Linked DNA regions of Mus musculus: all the other regions are linked to region 2. A link is a contact called in public promoter capture Hi-C data. All regions are on one chromosome and are shown on one strand. The core of a region is the stretch at or near the end of the contact, and the rest is flanking DNA. Distances in the headings are between cores, read along the strand shown. Region 1 holds the start of 4930412F09Rik (a long non-coding RNA gene). Region 2 holds the start of Tnpo3 (transportin 3). Region 3 holds the start of Mkln1 (muskelin 1, intracellular mediator containing kelch motifs).

Region 1 (3,397 bases), core at 488-2,987, 1.3 Mb before region 2:
TTATTTTCTGTGAGGAGATGTAAGATGATATATTATTTTAGCTAGCCCATATAAAAGACACAAAATCCTGGTATTGTACTTCCCAGCCACATATCCCTTGTTAGATGTGATGGGCCAGAAGCACATGCCCAAAGTGAAATGGACCCTGAGGACAGACTGACGGAGAGGAAATGGCCCAGGCGAGACTCAAACAAGTCCCAAGGGACACATGGCTAAGAAGTAAGTTAGAATGACTCAAACTCTGCCCAATCTAGGTTTACAGCCGGCAAATAAAATACCAGGATTTTATGTCTTTTGTACAGGTTAGGTCAAATAATATAAGTCACTTTACAACGAGAGAGAGAAAGAGAGAGAGAGAGAGAGAGAGAGGGAGAGAGAGAGAGGCGTGTGGAGGTTGGGGGGACAACCTGCTGGGGTCAGCTCTCTCCTTCCATCATGTAGGCCCTGGGGATAGAACTCAGATCATCAGGCAACAAGCCCCTTTTTCTACCTTTACTACAGAGCCATCTCGACACCCCTTTTGTTTTGTTTGTTTGTTTGTTTGTTTGTTTGTTTGTTTGTTGTCCCCAGACCCAGTTCTGCTAAGGTTTCTGCTGTTTTTAATGGCAGGGTCATTAGCTACATGCTAGTGCTTTGGTTGTGCTATTTCATTAAGTCACCTATTAAATAATTGGCGTAAGGTTCTATATCTTCAGACTAAAACAGCTCAAAGAGAAGGAATTCAGAACGGAAATGCAATCGTCCAGTGGTGATACCAAGTATTTTTTAAAAAGATTTTCGAGTCAGGAAAGTAAAAGCTTAATATGTCAATTGATAGCTTGGTCATCAGTTCAACAAACATTTCTCTTCTCCTATGTGCCAGATCCTATGAAGGACTGAGGATATATCAGTGAATATTCTAAAGTCTTTACTTTACTGAAGTGTAAGTCTAATGATTTAAACTCTCTATGCAGACTGCAAAGAAGCAACCATGCAGATCGTTTATAATGTGACAGGTGCTTTGGAAAAAAAAATCAGAAAGGGGAAATAGAATGTGAGTGGGAGGTTTAGATAGTGTAATTTAGGGAGGTGCTCAGCAGAGGTTATGGCTATTCAATAGACATTTCAAAGGAGTCAGGGGACGTATCATGTGATTGCTGCTCCCAGCATCCTGGGTCTCATTTTACATAGCCTCCCGTTAGGAAAACATTACTTGTAACTTTCTCTAGTAAGATAAATCACAAGAAGAAGGCAATTCAAACTGAGTCAGGTGACAAATAGTTTAAAATATTGACACTGTGTATCTCAGGGAAAACAGAACCTAGGTGGAACCTGGTGGGTTTTTTTTTTTTTTTTAATTGAGTGTGCTGTGTAAGAGGCACTGGCTTCATTCTGCTGGAACTATTTTGGAAAAAAAGCTACAAGGAGACATGTGTTAGCTGATTAAAGATGAAGCTTGTTCTTAGCATCGTTGCCATTATGATTAGTGTGTGTGTTCCATGGAGAAGGCAGAGCAGGCACGGAGGTATTAGAATGTGTGCAAGTCAGAAGACAGTTTTGTGGAATTAGTTTTAGGTTTGGAACTCACGTTTCCAGCCTTGGACAGCAATCACCTTTACCTGCTGAGCCAGCTTACCTGTCTTTTAGGTTGGTGTTGCTTTGTTTTTAGGTATAAGACAACTGGATCACTTGACAGGAAAATTCTGGATGGGATGTGAGAGCCAGGGGGCCAGTCAGACTGGATGACTTTTAAGAGTCTGAAAGCTTTTGATTATGTGACCTTTAGGAATGGTAAAATTATGACATCATAAAACCGTTCATTCTATGGCCTTTCCATAGCAGAAAAAAAAAAGAAAGAAAGAAAGAAAGAAAGAAAGAAAGAAAGAAAGAAAGAAAGAAAGAGAGAGAGAGAAAGAACATAGCAGATAAGGCAGCTGTCTCCAAGAAAGGAAGGAAGGTAGAGTTCCATGGGTTGGCTTCCCGATTTACCCCTAAATATTTGGTCTTCCGAGCAAGTCACAGATTGGGTCTGTTGTAAGTGTGCTGTGTCAGAGACAGACAGGCACACCTGTGTCTTTACCTAATGTCAGAATTCATTAAGTAACCATAAACTCACAAACCACTTTGCTTGCTTTGGTTGGCTGCAATTTGCCAAGCAGTCTTGTATTCCCTTGATAGCTGGCTGCTGGCAAACACAGATTGTTTTATTACAATCTTAACTACTAATAAAAACTCTCAACTTTGTGCACATTGTGTGTCACGTGGTGACTCCATCCACCCATCCATCCATCTACCCACCCACAAATGTGAAGATTTCGGAATGGCTAGAAAAGGATCTAGAAGCTTCAGAGTTTGAGAAGTTTGGAGAGACCTTATCGGAGTGTTGTACCCTTCAGTTTTAGGAGTAAGTTATTTGTCAGTCTGCTTCAGGGTTGGTGCTCAACAGAAGGTGGTTTCTACATGGGCTACAAAATACAGAATCCTCCTTCTCCACACTTGCTCTTAAAATGCAGCTTAAAGCTCCTTTGTTAAATGGTGTCACCCAAGGAAAGAACAGCTAAAAAGTCACCATTTTACACAATATGGAGTAACTCAGAGCAGGGCACAGCTTTTCTGCCATAAACTCTTCCAAACCCAGGAACAACTTCTGCCATTAATTTTCAGGAGCCCATGGCTAAGGAGTCCAGTCAGTTACTCCGGAAACTGACCCAGTTTGGGGAAAGGTACCTGAGGATAAAATGGGTCTCTCCCCACTTCCTCTCTTTGTGGTCTTTGTGATTTCTTTTTCTCTGGTAGGTTGGGTTTGCCATTTTAACTTTTCACATTCCATTGTGATTTAGGCCAGGAACTCAGCTCCATTTTTCAACTTCTAGAGACTCAGTTTCCTTTCCCTTTCATGCTTTTTTTTTTTTTTCCATCCTCAGGAAACTCTCCATCGGTGCAAACCCAACAAGAATGACTTCTTTCCCACAATGTCTCAGAAAAAGAAGTTAAAACCAGAGCTGAAGCCAGTCTTCCCTATGAAACGGCTAGATGATCCTACCTTCAAGGGACAACAATGGTTTAGGTGAAGTGCTAGCTCTTATCGGGCCTGTTGTTTTCTGTTCTCTCCCTTGTGTATATTGCTGAATAATTTAGCAAGCACAAATAGAAGCTCAGGGAGACTTGGGATAAGGTTAGTTGGAAGAGAATGTGCTGGAGAAGTTTCCCCATGCAGTGTGGTTGTAAAGATGTCAGAACACATAAGACGTCCTTTGTGTTCCATGACATAAGTTTTGTCCTTAGCAGTAGGGCCTCACCATCAGGTATGGGAGACACAGTAGGACTGAGGCACAATGTGAACTCATAGAGACCATGGCAGCTTAGACAAGATCTTCCCAGGTTCAAGACAGAAGGGTCCCAGAACTGAGAGGGAGAA
Region 2 (3,141 bases), core at 40-2,539:
ACTCACTGATCTTGTAGAGAACCCACACTCAATTCTCAGGATCTATATAGCAGCTCACACGGTAACTCCTCCAGGACCAAGTTGCACATGCATAAATATGTAGGCAAAACACTCATACACATAAAAATAAGTCTTTAAAACTATTTCATTAGAGCTGGGCGTGGTGGCGCACGCCTTTAATCCCAGCACTCGGGAGGCAGAGGCAGTCGGATTTCTGAGTTCGAGGCCAGCCTGGTCTACAGAGTGAGTTCCAGAACAGCCAGGGCCCTCTACACAGAGAAACCCTGTCTCGAAACAAACAAACAAACAAACAAACAAATAAGCAAACCAAAACTATTTCATTAAAAAAGGACTTATTTTGGAAGGTTGTTAATCTTTCACTACATTACATTACATTACACATGGTCAGCCTTCATTAGATACTAACAGTTATTTTTAGTGAAGCAGCAATATTGGGAAACTGGCATGTTAACTGAGGATTGCTAGACAGTTGATTTTGTTTGTCATTTATTTATTTATTTGTTAATTATTTTCTGAGACAAGGTCTCTTTGTGTATTCCTGGCTGTCCAGGAACTTGCTCTGTAGACTAGGCTGGTCCAAACTCAAGAGTTAGGCCTGCCTCTGACTCCAGAGTGCTGGGATTAAACCTGTCTGCCATCACCGCTTGGCTGTTTTTTTTTTTTTTTTTTTTGGTTTTTTTTTTTAAAGAGACAGAGTTCCACGTATTAGAGGCTGGTCTTGAATTCCTCCTGATGGTGTTGTGGCTAACTTCCAAGAGCTGAGATTACAGGCTCTCTTCCTTTCTTTCTTTCTCTCTCTCTCTCTCTCTTTCTTTCTTTTTTTTTTTTTTTTTGAGACAGGGTTTCTCTGTGTAGCCCTGGCTGTTCTGGAACTCTGTAGACCAGGCTGGCCTCGAACTCAAAAATCCGCCTGCCTCTGCCTCCCGAGTGCTGGGATTAAAGGCGTGCGCCACCACGCCCGGCTGAACTGATGTTTCTTAAACACTCCTTGGAGACGGGTGAAGAAGTAGGAACCGGGAGGAAAGACTTTGGATTCCTTGCTGACGAGATAAGATTTGGTCAGGAACGTTAAGAGTAGCCAGACTTGAAGCTCAAATAAAGACTTACGCACCTAGGAGACTGACTACCTTGTGCCTACTTCCCCTTGGTTCTCCTAGTCCGGCAGGGTCACTTCCGGGAGGAGGCGGGGGAAACAAGAGGAGGCGTGCCGGGAAGGAGGCAGTTTGTGGTGCACCAGGCGGAAGTGTGCCAAAGTCTACGGACGGCCACTTCCGGCCCGGGGAAGCCCTGCTTCGGCTCGCTGCGTGGTTCGTGTCATGCGGAGGTAGGCCTCTGCGAGCAAGGCGGGAGGTGCAGAAGCCAGAACCCGTGTCCGGACTCGAGAGTCTGCGATTCTGGCGGGAAGACAAGACAAAAAGGAGGCAGGAACCTGAAAGCGACCTCTCCGCTGTTTCCGAGGGGGCAACTTCCACGAGGAACCCCCCTTCCCTGGTAACGGCCAGAAAGGAGGAGATGGCGCCAGTCAGGGAGCGGCTGTGGCCGAGACAGTGAGGACGCTTGAAGGCAGAGCAAGCGGAAGCCTAGGGAGGAGTATCGGGCTCTTTGCTGTCATCGCCGCCGCTCCCGCCAGCATGGAGGGAGCCAAGCCAACCTTGCAGCTCGTGTACCAGGCGGTGCAAGCGCTTTACCACGACCCGGATCCCAGCGGAAAGGAGCGCGCCTCGTTTTGGCTTGGGGAGCTGCAGCGTTCGGTGAGGTTCGGGGAGAGTCCGTTCTGAGCCGCGCGGGACCAGGGCCGAGTGGGATGGGATGGTTCTCCGCTTGAGTGGAGCGCTTGGCAGTGGGAGATCCTCTTTCCGAAGGAGCTGGTGCCGCGGGGTGGGGCTGAGCAGCCACAGATGTGCTGCCTTTCGGAAACCAGTGGCAACTGATTGGTCACGAACGGGCCCTTTCCCTCGTCTGTGGAATCCGTTTTGTAGTTCTGTACGTCTCGCTTGTGGTCTGGCTCTCCTTTAAGTGCTTTTGGTACACCTTCCGTATTCAAGAGTTGCATCTGGCAATACCTTCCCTTTGGCAGCCTTACTCACCCCTCAGTGTCCCTTGCCGATTTTCATTCGTGTTATTCTCGAAATTTCTCAGGCTTCTAGATTCGTGTTCGTACAAATTTTCTCCTCTCATTGGAGTGCAACGTAATATAAAGAAAAATTAGTTATGGTTTCAGGAAATCTTTGTAGTTCTTTTGTTTTATATCAGATTCCTACTGTATTTCTTCTGCCTGTACGTTTTTATTTGTAAGATGGCTATCATAGCTATATTAATTAGTCCATATTTTTGTGAGCATGTGGTGGAGTGTGTGTTGTATCTATCGTATTTCCACATGTTAAATTTTTGGGCTCATGTTTTTTCATTTTTTGACTCACACTTTGTATTTTCTTCCATGATTTTTCACACTCACCTTTGCTATGTTTTTATTTTTTATGAATTTTAATAGCTTGTGATTTTGCTGACAGTGTTTAGGTTTTAGTCTATGAACTGTGAAATTCTTTGAAAACTAAGGAGCCTCTTAACAGACTAAGTACCTACTTTCTTTTTCTTTTCCTTGTGTTTGGTGCTGGGGATCCAGTCCTGCCTACATCTCTAGCTCTCTCTCTCTCTCTTCACCCTTTATTCATTATTTCATTTTATACTCACAAACATGAAATGCTTGCTCTCCCTTTTCTGTTTAACTCATAACTGATGTTTAATGGTGCTGTATCTTCTTAAATAAGCCCCTAGGTTGCAAGTACATAATTAAAAAAAAATATTTGCCACTTTAACTCTGATGGTTGCATGTAAATGTGACACTCAAGTTCTTGTTTATATTGTGGGAAGACAAATAAAATTTTGCTGGGTGTGGAAGCACTCGACTTTAATCTCAGCTGAGATTAAATCTCAGCAGAGGCAGGCTAATCTCTGAGTTCCAGAACAGCCTGGTCTACAGAGTTCCAGGACAATTAGGGCTAAATGGAGGAGGAAAAAAAAGGTTCAGTGTAGGCTCCCCGTGTAGGCCTCCTGTAGCTTTTAGTTCTGCAGACGAGGGAGTTACAGTTCTCTACAGTTCTTCATACAGTTTTCTATTTT
Region 3 (3,163 bases), core at 215-2,714, 1.8 Mb before region 2:
ATGCCCATACAACAGGTAATGCAACTGGGATTTGGGCTATCCCAGTCTCATGCCTACACCAGAAGGTAAAGCGATGGCAGACAACCTAAAGTGTAAGTTATCTAACCAAAGACCTGGGGGTGGAAAAAGTCATTCGAGGTAGTTAGTGACACACCACCAACTCTCTAACCTAGACACAAAAAAAAATGTTATCTTCAGATTCAAAGGAGTCAGTCAAAACAAACAACCTTAAAAAGGCCTCCAAAACAAACAACCACACACACACCTCCAAAAGAAAAAACTACCAAAAAAAAACAAAAACAAAAAACAAAAAAACAGAGGTTTACAGAATGAACAGCCACAAGTCCACTTCAAATGAAGGTCGGTGCTTATCCAGCTCACCCTCAAATTAAAAGCTGGGTTCCAATATCAATCAGAGATGTGGCCATGTACCAGCTATCAACAGGCCACAACCGGCCAGATCAGACCACAGGTCAGCCTTCATTGGGCGGGAGCTACAAGGCTTCAGTGCCAACCCTTGACCTGGTGACTAGGAGGAGGGCAGGTGGGCAGTCCGCGGAGGCTGACTCTTCACCCGCAGCTTCAACTTCCAGAGTCCTGACCGACTGGACTCGAGAAATCCAATCTGAACAAACGGGAGGAATTTTAAAAATACGAATGGAACACACTCCCTGTTCAGGACACTCCGGAGATGTAGCAATTTTATTCGAATAGCAACGGAAAACTGCACCCGTTCCTCGTTGTGTTCCTAAGGCCATTTCTGCTGACTTGGTGGTGCCCTCGGGCAAGCCGCACGCCCCCAGACCTGCCCTCCTTCCCTATCTTTTTCAGAACTTCCAGCCCCCCCCCCCGTCCAAAAAAAGCCAAGACACCCCTCTGCCAGTCCTCCAAGTTCTCGCCAGGGTGCGGATGGACTCCCCAACTTCTCTCGCCACTCGTGCAGAGCTAAGCACTTTTACTGCGGGCTCAGGAACTCCGGCGCTGTCCGAGCCGTCCGGGAAGGACCGGGCCCCCGTCGTCGCCCTGACCACCTCCGACGGCGGGGGAGGCTCGCCCGCGGCCCGGGCCCGGAGCCCCGCTCCGCTCCGCCTCACCTCCCGCTGCGCAAGCCCGCCTCGCCGCCGCCACCCGGAGCTCGCTCCCGGGCCCTCAGCCCGGCCTCGGCCCGCCAGGCCGGAGCACTCGGCCGCCGCACTGAGAAGCTCCGGAGGCCGCGCGTTCCCCGTCACAGGCCCCGCCTGGGCCTCTCTCGGCTCCGCTCCCCACACCGCACGCTCTGGCGGGCCGCGCTCTCACCGAGCGGCTCCGACAGCTCGAGCGCGGGGCCCCGCACTTACTCGGGAAGGTAGGTGGAGGAGAAGGAGCTCCACTTATGCAGCGCGTAGGGCAGAAGCCGGCACTCCGGCGCCACAGCAACAGCCCCGCCAGCCGCCATCTTGTCAGCACCGTAGCGGCCACCACCGAGCGCCAGCCCCGCCAGGAGGAGGGCGGGGACGGGGCCTGCTCTTAAAGGGGCCGCGCCGGGAACCCGACCGCGCAGGGCCGGCACTGGCTGCTTGGAGGCCGCTTCCTCGGGTTTCCCACGCTGTCCTTTCCTAGCTGACCCTCCCAGGGAGGCTTTCCTTTCCTGTGAGGCTGGCAGAGGAGTGGCACAGAGGACTTTTCATACAAGCTCAGGTAAAGACAAAGCCAAGGACATTTTGAAAAAAAAAAAAAAAAGAAAGAAACGTCTCCTAGAATAGGAAGGGAAAATTCGATGAGCTTGGGAAGGGAATATCTTTCCATCTTTCCTACTTTGGAAACCACTGCTCTAGCCTGTTTATAAATCCTCTCCGGAAACAGAGGTGAGGAGAATTGAAGTGCAATAATAACGTATGGCCTTTGTCTCTGCAGTTGACCTGGGGTAAAAATGTCCTTGTCACCGTGTTCAAGGGTCAGGTGGAGGCAAGATAAAGGAACAGCTAGTGTGTTCTGCTATCAGTCTGTAAACATTTCTTGTCGGCCTCTCTTACTAATATTCTGATGGCATCGTTGTACCCAGAAATGACATTCGCCCACATACCAGGAAGATGCTCAGAGTTGGAAAGTTGTGTGCCATCATTTGTCTCCGGCATTAAATCTGCTTGCTTTGAATTTTAACATAAATTTAGCCCAAATGTTTGGAAAGAGAGAGATGTTTGAGAAAAGATCGCGTCTTCTTCAGAAGGAATAATGAGTACACCCCACCCACCTCCAACATACATACTGTTCATGAAGCCTGACAGCAGGCATCATTCCAGCTTTTTATCACAAAAGGAACATCTGGCCTAAATAGGTGGCAAAGTTAGATAATGCTCCTGTCTAGTACCTGTTTGTCAGGGTTATAAATATGCCCTTGCTTACCTAGCGGCATCACCCAAAATCGTGTCACTCCCTGCCTAAGAGGTTGGACTCCTGGAAGTTTGGATTGCATCATTGTGTCAACCAGAGGATATTAAAAACTCAAGCAAAGAGTATCTCAATAAATGATCCAATAGTTTTACTCTTTTTGATTATGATCGTTAACCGGCCCATCAAATCTCTCCAATTCTTTATTGGCTTCGTTTCCATTGGTGAAATTTTAGCAGTAGCCTCTACTATGATACCACTAGCAATGTCAGCTAGACCACAAGTATACTCAGTGTTTAAGACTTTGTTGGGAATGAGTATGAGCCCTGAGGTAATGACCCCTGAGGTATTGACCCCTGAGGTAATGACCCCTGAGGTAATGACCCCTGAGGTAATGCTCTAACCCCACTGACTTCAGTTAGATAACTGCCTACCATGGAGGAAGTTAGTTACAGAGAAATTATCTTGGAGGGAAAGATTGTCTTCTAAAAGGGAGAAGATAAGATGGGGATTCACTCCAGTTAGAGGACCCACAATTTGCTAATTCCTCTTCTTTTTGGATCTTAGTAAGTCATTGTTGTTGTTGTTGTTATTGTTGTTGTTGTTTTTCTTCCAGGCAGAGAATTGTATAGTTCCTGATCAACTATATAATGTGAAAAACAGATATAAACCAATTCTTCTTATTGAGATTGTAATTCAATTACAGTATTTCTCCCATCCCTTTCCTTCCTCCAAACCTTCTATATAGCTGTCCCTACTATTCAAATTTATGGCCCCTTTTTCATTAATTGTTATT

Evidence for each region. Promoter capture Hi-C pulls out the DNA fragments that hold promoters and counts their contacts.
Region 1: a promoter capture Hi-C map of pre-B cells shows a contact between it and region 2, with 6 times the contacts expected there. The contact joins the promoter of 4930412F09Rik here to the promoter of Tnpo3 in region 2. A contact is called at or near these places in 4 of 39 promoter capture datasets (liver, neutrophils and pre-B cells) and 2 of 9 other capture datasets (adipose tissue and liver).
Region 3: a promoter capture Hi-C map of liver shows a contact between it and region 2, with 3 times the contacts expected there. The contact joins the promoter of Mkln1 here to the promoter of Tnpo3 in region 2. A contact is called at or near these places in 2 of 39 promoter capture datasets (liver and pre-B cells).

Annotation. Positions count from the first base shown.
Region 1 is chr6:30,901,902-30,905,298 of GRCm38.p6, reverse strand. 4930412F09Rik (a long non-coding RNA gene) reads right to left here and starts at 1,737. Exons shown (of 4, transcript XR_868928.3): 1 at 1,616-1,737. It overlaps Tsga13 (testis specific gene A13), which reads left to right. Exons shown (of 8, transcript NM_054073.2): 6 at 2,904-3,046.
Region 2 is chr6:29,607,997-29,611,137 of GRCm38.p6, reverse strand. It overlaps Tnpo3 (transportin 3), which reads left to right and starts at 1,289. Exons shown (of 23, transcript NM_177296.5): 1 at 1,289-1,772. The coding sequence starts at 1,653.
Region 3 is chr6:31,397,129-31,400,291 of GRCm38.p6, reverse strand. It overlaps Mkln1 (muskelin 1, intracellular mediator containing kelch motifs), which reads right to left and starts at 1,464. Exons shown (of 18, transcript NM_013791.2): 1 at 1,338-1,464. The coding sequence starts at 1,435. Mkln1os (muskelin 1, intracellular mediator containing kelch motifs, opposite strand) reads left to right here and starts at 1,519. Exons shown (of 3, transcript NR_040300.1): 1 at 1,519-1,677.